Regions from separate parts of the Sus scrofa genome. Here region 2 is linked to region 1. The links are chromatin contacts, called in public Hi-C maps. All regions are on one chromosome and are shown on one strand. Each heading gives the region's core, a stretch centred on a gene start, on an enhancer-like site or on the middle of the called end of the contact. The rest is flanking DNA. Distances are from core to core; before and after follow the strand shown.

The links. A called contact is a pair of places that touch in the nucleus more often than the background predicts.
Region 2: a Hi-C map of skeletal muscle shows a contact between it and region 1, with 4 times the contacts expected there. The contact joins the promoter of FAT4 here to the enhancer-like site in region 1. A contact is called at or near these places in 1 of 5 promoter capture datasets (liver), 5 of 47 Hi-C or Micro-C datasets (heart right ventricle, liver, retroperitoneal adipose tissue and 2 more) and 1 of 2 datasets of contacts at active chromatin or transcription factors (skeletal muscle).

The regions. Positions count from the first base shown.
Region 1 is chr8:99,240,316-99,245,016 of Sscrofa11.1, reverse strand. The region is part of intron 2 of FAT4 (protocadherin Fat 4); the gene reads left to right. Among named protein-coding and RNA genes, the nearest start is that of FAT4, 69 kb to the left of the region's middle. Within about 2 kb of position 1,391, at least 20 of the 83 cell types and tissues checked have an H3K27ac peak or open chromatin away from gene starts, as enhancers often do. A contact at or near this core is called in liver, skeletal muscle and subcutaneous adipose tissue, where this site is marked.
Region 2 is chr8:99,308,902-99,313,515 of Sscrofa11.1, reverse strand. FAT4 (protocadherin Fat 4) reads left to right here and starts at 1,385. Exons shown (of 22, transcript XM_021101611.1): 1 at 1,385-4,614. The coding sequence starts at 2,997. It overlaps LOC106504728 (a long non-coding RNA gene), which reads right to left and starts at 4,095. Exons shown (of 4, transcript XR_002346807.1): 1 at 3,962-4,095.

The DNA of each region.
Region 1 (4,701 bases), core at 142-2,641:
ATCATTATATCATGTTTCTTTTACTAAAGTGTTTTCTTTTTTAAAAAAAATAGTAAATTAGTAGTTAGAATATACAAGACAACATTTAGCCCACAGCTTCTGGCAAAATGCAATGATTTTATTTTTCTCATTTTTTTTCTTGTCATTCTAAAAAAAACTACACCTAACTGCACAGATTTACTTTCTGATGATCCATGAAACTTCAGTAGAGCTGGGACCTGTAGCAGACCTGTGTTCTCAAGACCTTCTGGTTTCTGTATATGTGCAGTGGTGGCTCCATTGATTTTCCCTAATAGTTCACATCTAACCCCTACCAGTCTTTCAAAGCATGGAATCATAGGTCTTCTCTCTGTCATTTACTTTCAGTTTCAAAAGTTCAGAAATGCTATCAAGATGAGACAGTACACTATTATTACAGCTACCACAGACTCTTTTGAATGAGGTTGGTTATACCTCATAAATAAATAAATACCTCAAAGCATTGTTCACAGAGTACGACTGGACCTTGCATACCTATGCAGTCCAAACATTACATTCCTGACATTTAGGACTTTTAGATATAAACTGTTCTTTGCTAGGGCTCTCTCATAACTAAAACATGAGTCACTTGCAAACCATAATAGATTTTGGCTCTGCAACATGATGAAGTGTTCTGGATGTAGTGAAACATTTCACCCAGATTCATGGCAGCAGAATTCCCAGTGGTCACCCAAAATAGGGAAAGAAATGAAGAACAAAATTAAAGGAAATATGCAAACCCTGGCACCATCCTTTCATGGCAGTACTGCTCTTTATTTTTGTTGTTGAGAGATGGAAGTACTTAGAGTTTAAACCCATAAATGATAATACAAGTAGATGTTGAATTTTCTTGTTCCTAATGACTGCATTTAACCTCATACTTGAAATTTTAAAAGGGGGTGAGATGTATGCCCTACCAAATTAAATTATGTGGTTAGTTTTTCTACCAAAAAACTAATGTAGAATGTCAAACTTTGAACTGAAATGTAATTAGACCTTCTGCTGTGTAATCTCTGTACATATAGGCTTTGACATAAATTTACGAAGTAAAGCTTCTTTGTTATTTGGAAGCCAGTATAAACAGGCAAAATGTGTCAATCCCGTTGAATTGAGTGAATCACATAGTATTTGGGCTTCATTTGAAAGAGAGCATGAATGAGACACTGTTCCCAAACATTCTGAATATAAATTTAATTATTTACTTGAGCCATGGTTTTGATATTTCCATCCTGACGTCTTTGTTTAATAAATGTTTGTCTTGATTCCCTAAGTTTAACGTCAAGTCGTGGAATGTTCCTTTGCACATACCACCCTGATCCTGATGCATTTGTTCCCCAGCACAGAGCCTCTCACAGCCTTTCAGGCAAACTCATACTTAACACACAGCCTCCTCTCAGGCAGGAAAGGTGGGGTTTTCCTTTTCAGGGCCAAAGGAAGTGACAGGTCAGGCATGATGCTTGAACTGATCCTGGTGTGGATTTCAATTTCATTAATTTACTTTCAACTTCAACGCCTCACTTGAACCTCCATACAAAAAATTAAATGGTAGCTTTAAGCATTTTACTTCACACTGATGAAATAAAAATTACTTTGAGTGTAAGATTAAACTTTTTCCTCTCTGAATTCAGTAGTGCCTACACAATACAAACTAGCAAAGTGTTATTGGAACAATATCATAATGACCTATTAAGGGTACTGCACATTCGAATGACTTCAGTTATTTTTTTTTTCAGGTTTATTCATGACTTTTCTGGTGTTTCGTGCAGACGTAGCTGCATCTGAAGCAGTGATGGGCATTCTTAGGAGCTTTTATTCCAATCTCTCAAGTGGGAGATTCCCTAAATAACATATACATAAGATGTTTTTCCTGAAACTCTTTTAAATCATCAGAGTATAAAATTATTGAATTATCATCAAATATGATTTCATATCATAAAAATTGTGTATGATGGCATGAACTCAATGGGATTGAATTGGTTCTTAATATCCTTGTGATATAGGACAACTTTGATGAGGACATTCCTTATCAACTGGTAACATATCTAATTTATTAAATTTGCTGAACATGTGACTTAATAAAAATATAAAAAATAACTGGAGTTGGCTTTTAAAACAGAAATATCTCTAGAGAGAAAGTTAGCTAGAGATGGGTAAATTGTGAGAATGCAAAAAGGAGCAACAGTTTTTTCCTCAAAGTTCTAGAAGTCACAAATCTGTGCAGTACAAATGATCTTTCTTAACCTAAGATTCACAGTGACCCATTTCTGTGTTATATAAATGTATTAAAGAAATCAGAGCAAAAAAAATACTTCTATTGAAATAAATATTTTTGGCAGAACTACTAATTAAAAGATGTTTAACCCACAATCTGGTGGCATTATTCTAATATATTTGGAGGTAATATATACAATTCTGAACATTATTTTTTGGTGCAATGCTCTGTCACAATTTAGATGGTAATAGTAATCCTTGAGAAATTTAATTTTGGAGTATGTTTCATAAAAATAAATAGACAATAATGTAAATAATTATGTTTCCACTAAAAACAGCAACTAATCAAGCATTATTTGCTGTGATACATCTTCTTTCACTGTTTTATTGTTAATGTAATTTCTGTCTAGCCAACCAACCATTTAGACTTTAGTCATTCCTGAAAATGAATATTATTGCATTTCTAAGGAAAAGAAATAGCTTCTTTGTAGACATTTTAAAAGTGACAACTTTACTGATATCTACAGAGAATTTAGGTGTAATTTCTTTTTTTTTTTTTTTTTTATTTTCCTACTGTACAGCAAGGGGGTCAGGTTATCCTTACATGTATACATTACGATTACATTTTTTCCCCAACCCTTTGTTCTGTTGCAACATGACTATCTAGACATAGTTCTCAATGCTATTCAGCAGGATCTCCTTGTAAATCTATTCTAAGTTGTGTGTGATAAGCCCAAGCTCCCGATCCCTCCCACTCCCTCCCCCTCCCATCAGGCAGCCACAAGTCTATTCTCCAAGTCCATGATTTTCTTTTCTGAGGAGATGTTCATTTGTGCTGGATATTAGATTCCAGTTTTAAGTGATATCATATGGTATTTGTCTTTGTCTTTCTGGCTCATTTCACTCAGTATGAGAGTCTCTAGTTCCATCCATGTTGCTGCAAATGGCATTATGTCATTCTTTTTTATGGCTGAGTAGTATTCCATTGTGTATATATACCACATCTTCCTAATCCAATCCTCTGTCGATGGACATTTGGATTGTTTCCATGTCTTGGCTTTTGTGAATAGTGCTGCAATGAACATGCGGGTGCACGTGTCTCTTTTAAGTAGAGTTTTGTCCGGATAGATGCCCAAGAGTGGGATTGCGGGGTCATATGGAAGTTCTATGTATAGATTTCTAAGGTATCTCCAAACTGTTCTCCATAGTGGCTGTACCAGTTTACATTCCCACCAACAGTGCAGGAGGGTTCTAATTTCTTTACTTGCAATAGATAAGCACAGTCTTTCTGCTGAATTTCATAGTCTTCCAGTGGCATTGATAAGGCAAAACTTCACAGATTATTTTCCCTTAATGTGAGTGCAAAGAAACTTATAAATGAGCGAGAATGTGGATAAAATCGTATTTATAGAGTATATAATAAAATATTAATTTCTTCAAAAATTATTTTCTCTTCACATCACATGTGTATTTTGCATTGAAAGATTATTGTCTTCATGCAAAACTAGGGGCAGTGTCTAAGGTATATCATGTCTCTTGCTACCCAGCATTGTTCTCTCCAAAGGTCTCTGTAAAACTCAGTGGACTACAGTTAGGAAGCTGAAAGTTGTTTTTCATAGATGAATCACTTGACATTTCACTGTCTTGCTTTTGATTAGGAGATGGATTGGTCATATCTAAGATTCCTTCTAAGAATTTTAATATTTCTACTGCAAATGAATGGATTGCTAAACTTTTGTTGTATTACAAATTCTTTGAAAGGAAAAAAAAAAGATTGATTTTCATCCTTATCTATTAAGAACATTTTATGCAGGAAGATTTTGAATTAAAAATGTTTTAGAGCATTTTTCATCCTGATTCACTAAAAACCACTTTATTTAGCTTGCAGAGAGGTTTTGAATTTACGAATATGTTTTTAATTGTGGTTGAGACAGTGACCTCAATGCAATTATCAGTTTATTAACAGGGGATTGAGTTCATAATGGACCTTGCTATTTTAGTCAATTCCTTAGTCTTGACAATAGTGTATTACTTTCATAATATCATCTTAAATCATTGAAATACCATGGTTTTTTTAGTTTAGTTTTGTTTTTTTCTTTTTTGGCTGCACCCATGGCATATGGAGTTCCCAGGCCAGGGACCAAATCCCAGCTTCAGCTATGACCTCAGCCACAACCACAGCAATGCTGAATCCTTAACCCACTGCACTGGGCTGGGGATCGAAACAACACCACCTCAGTGACAATGCTGGATTCTTAACCCACTGACCACAGCGGGAACTCCTGAAATAACATTTTTATAGTTATATTTACGCAAATAGTATTGATTTGATAATTGCTATTGCTAATTAGCAATTGCTTGTTCATTATGTGGCTATATTCTGAGTTATTCACTTAAAGAATTAAGAATAAATCCCCAAGATATAATAACATCATTCATGATGCAGTGCAGAATAAAAACTGTATATTACAG
Region 2 (4,614 bases), core at 136-2,635, 69 kb before region 1:
ATTAATTATTATTATTTTTTTTTACTGTAAGGAAAGAAGGGTAATAGGAGACTCCTAAAGACCTTTTCTACCTTTGCTACTATCCCTGGGCAAGAAGGAGGAATTATCCTTGTAACCAGATCCTTCTAGTCTCTGCATTTAATTTTAAGCAAGAAAGTGGACAACTAAAAAGCTGTAAGATTGATGGAAAACAGCAGAGGGCAGTATTTACTCATCGCTGAATCATCTCTGGTATCAGAAAAGTTTTAAACTTGGAGGGGTCATTGTGGCGAAAAGTAAAACACACGCCCTATATTTACATTACTTGCCTTAAATTCTTATTTTCTAAATGGTTTCCCTTAAAGGATAAATAATACCTGATTTCTAGTCACTTTTTTCTTTCTTTGAAGAGCCGAATTGTACCACAAAGATTAGCTTCAGTAAATATCAGGGAAATTAATCTGAGTGCCTTGCATGGCAAGTGGCTATTTTTAATATTTCACTCTATTCATTTCTATTTTTCTCATATATACCCTTTCTCAAGACAAAAACAAAAAACAAACAAAAAAAACAAAACAAAAAGAAACAAAACTTCATCAGGATTCCATTGGTTATAAAATGTCTGGGAGGAAATACTCCAACAGAGATCAAAATTCCAAACTTTGCAATAGGAAAAGATCTCCATCTTTCCAATGGGCTACCATTGTTATTGTTGAAACTCTAAGGTTTGGCTACTGGCACCTGGGATCCATTTGGGAAGGGAAACAAAACAAACAGAGTTCCCTTGGCTTTTCCTACAGGAAATCCAAAGTGCAGTCAGTACCTAGGCCTTGGTGTCCTAGTCACCTGACAGTGGGGGAGGGACAAATGGGGACAGGTTCAGGGTTGATCTCAACCTGGGCTGCAGTTAGCTCGCTCTGTAGACAGAGGAGGCATGAGGAAGATTTGGTTTGGATTCTGTCGGGTTGTATTGTAGAGCAGCTCCCTCCTCTCCCATCGCAAGAGAAGGGGCAGGAAACGGTTAAAGCAAATCTGCGCTTTGCATTCCCAGACAGGCTTTGCTTAATCCTTCCTCCCGCTCTAACAGACCCTCACCCCCCGCCTTTCTTTTATTTCTCTCGACCCCCTTACCCCTGAGTTATTACTAGCATAACAATCTAACGGTCTTCTCCCAGACCCCGCCACTAAAGTTATTTATCTGCAAACCTGACCCCACCCCCATCTATTCTGCGGCAGCCTTTTGCTGTTATTGCTGTAACGCCGGCCAAGATTTGACCAAAAAAAAAAAAAAAAAAAAAAAAAAAAAAAAAAAAGAAAAAGAAAAAATCACCCCCCTTCCCAGCGCCTCCTACTCGCAGATCTCCCACACCCGACAGCCTACAGTCCTCCAGGAGGCTGGAGTGATTAGCATCCGGAGAAGCCAGTCGGAGGCCGAAAAAGTCCGAGAGCGCTGGCGGTAGGAGTGCCAGGCGGGGCTGCTTTAGCTCCGGCCCAATGGGGATGGGGCGAGGGAGGGGCAGTAGGTGACAGCACCCGGAGTTAGGGGGAGTCCGGCGAACTAAAGTGCGGGGATCAATGAGTGGCGAGCAAAGTTTCTGTGTCTTGCTCTAGCTCGCGGTCTTCCCTCCCCCTCTGTTTGTGTTTCGGCGACGCGCTGTGTGTGTGTGTGTGTGTGCGTGTGTGTGTCTGCGCGCGCGCGTGCGGCGGGGAAGGGGCGGGGAGAGTGTGGGGGACCAGCCGGAGGTTGAGAGGGGCTCAAGGAGCTCCAGCTCCACAGCGGTACTAGCTTCAGCCGGGGCAGGCAAGAGGGAGAGCGCTGACAGCCGCCGTCCGAAGCTGCTGCGGGCGCTGCCACAGCCCAGAGCGGATTTCCCCGCCTACACAGCCACGGGTGAAGGAGAAAGGGGGACCAACCACCACCCCCGCCCCAAACAAAAAGCCTTGTGGATTACAAAGTGAAACTGACACAGGACAATAAAGGGAAAGGGCACGAGGTCAGGGGCGAGGCGCACTAGAGAGGGCTTCTGACTGGGGCCGCCGGAGAAGGATCCCCCTGGCATGGTTAGGGGAGGGGACTCGGGGACAGAGCGCTGCTCCTGTCCGACCCTGGCGAGGCCGAGAAGAAAGAGGGACCTGCGCTCGATTTGGATGTACAAATAATGGGTCGGCAGGCGTCCTGGCAGAGGTAAAAAAAATTAAAAATGCCGAATAGCGCTGGATTTTGCCTGCGCCTGACTACGGGCTCGAAGCCGCAGCAGGGGCGGCGGCGCCGGCTGGAGGAGAAGGGACAGAGCTGAGCGCTCCGGGATACCGGAGCCCCAGCGCCGCTGTGAGCGCTTGGAAGGCAGTTTTCTAGCTGCCCGCGCTCAGACCCCGAAGCCTGGGCCTCAGCGGCCACTTCTGCAGCCCTGTTGGAGGGGCGTTGCAGCCTTGTTCTTGAGGAGAGGGGATTCGAGGAAATCCCTCGTCTCCAGATTTTGGGAAAGGAATTCGAGAATCTCCCGGCTCCTCATCGACCCCTCCCCCGTGAGCAATTGTTCTTTCCACACACCGCTACGGACGTTTGTCCTTCCCTCTTCAGTTTCTTCGCTGTGGTAAGTTCTAAAGTTTCTGAGGACAATTGTTTGCAACTTCATTCCTCATTAACCTCAATCTCTCCCAACTCACATCCACCTGGGCGAAAACGCTGACTCTCCCGGATTCGAAAACAAAGTGAAGGGGGAAAATAGAGAAGGTTTGAGAAACTTTTCTGGGAACTCATCAACGCACAGGAGTGTCCGAGGAATGCCTGCCGCTTTCCCCCAAGGCATCTCTCTCGCACTAAGCATCCAAATGGCTACCTTGATCCTTTTGCTGATGCGACTTGCTTCTGTTGGGCAGGAGATTCTTTGAAATAGCAGAGCTCTCCAAGCCATCGGCTGCATGTTTGCTGGGGCTACTTAATCCCCGTCATCGTCATCACTTTTTTGCCTCACCTCTTCCTTCTCTATATCACACTGTTCCAGGGAGCCAGGAACATGGACTTGGCAGCAGACAGGGCTCCTGGCCGCCCGTGGCTCCCGCTGCCCACTTTATCATTATTTCAGCTCCTTCGCGTCTTTTGGCTGCTGTCACTGCTCCCAGGGTCGGCCCGGGTCAGCGGGGCGGAGCAGCGCCAGGTGTTTCAGGTGCTGGAGGAGCAACCTCCTGGCACGCTGGTGGGTACCATCCAGACGCGCCCTGGCTTCACCTACCGGCTCAGCGAAAGCCACGCCCTGTTTGCCATAAACAGTAGCACCGGGGCCCTGTACACCACTGCCACCATCGACCGCGAGAGCCTACCCAGCGACGTGATCAACCTAGTGGTTCTTTCCAGCTCGCCCACCTACCCCACCGAAGTGCGAGTCTTGGTACGGGACCTCAATGACAACGCCCCTGTCTTCCCGGACCCCTCGATTGTGGTCACTTTCAAGGAGGACAGTAGCAGCGGGCGGCAAGTCATCTTGGATACCGCCACCGACTCGGACATTGGCTCCAATGGTGTGGACCACCGATCCTACCGCATTATCCAGGGCAACGAGGCAGGTCGCTTCCGCCTGGATATCACCCTCAACCCAAGTGGCGAGGGTGCGTTCCTGCATCTCGTGTCCAAGGGCGGGCTGGACCGTGAGGTCACGCCACAGTACCAGCTTTTGGTGGAAGTGGAGGACAAGGGCGAACCGAAGCGGCGGGGCTACCTTCAGGTAAACGTGACTGTTCAGGATATAAATGACAACCCCCCGGTTTTTGGCAGTTCCCACTACCAGGCGGGGGTGCCTGAGGACGCGACGGTCGGCTCCAGCGTCCTCCAGGTGGCGGCGGCGGACGCCGACGAGGGCACCAACGCGGATATCCGCTATCGGCTGCAGGACGAAGGGACCCCTTTCCAAATGGACCCGGAAACGGGGCTTATCACGGTACGGGAGCCCCTGGACTACGAGGCCCGGCGCCAGTACTCGCTTACCGTGCAGGCTATGGATCGAGGCGTGCCTTCTCTCACCGGGCGCGCTGAGGCGCTGATTCAGCTGCTGGACGTTAACGACAATGACCCTGTGGTAAAATTCCGCTACTTCCCTGCCACCTCACGCTACGCCTCGGTAGATGAGAACGCTCAGGTGGGCACTGTGGTGGCTCTGCTCACCGTGACGGACGCCGACTCCCCAGCAGCCAACGGGAACATCTCTGTGCAGATTCTTGGGGGCAATGAGCAGCGCCACTTTGAGGTGCAGAGCAGCAAAGTGCCAAACCTGAGCCTCATCAAAGTAGCCAGCGCCCTGGACCGGGAGCGCATCCCTTCTTACAACCTAACAGTTTCCGTCTCTGATAACCACGGGGCGCCCCCTGGCGCAGCGGTCCAGGCGCGCTCTTCTGTGGCAAGCTTGGTAATTTTCGTCAATGACATCAATGACCACCCTCCGGTCTTTGCACAGCAAGTGTACAGAGTGAACCTGAGCGAGGAGGCGCCCCCGGGAAGCTATGTGAGTGGAGTGTCTGCCACTGACGGTGACTCTGGTCTCAATGCTAATCTGCGTTACAGCATCGTCTCTGGTAATGGACTAGGTTGGTTCCACATCAGTGAACATAGCGGCCTAGTGACCACTGGGCTTGCTGGGGGCT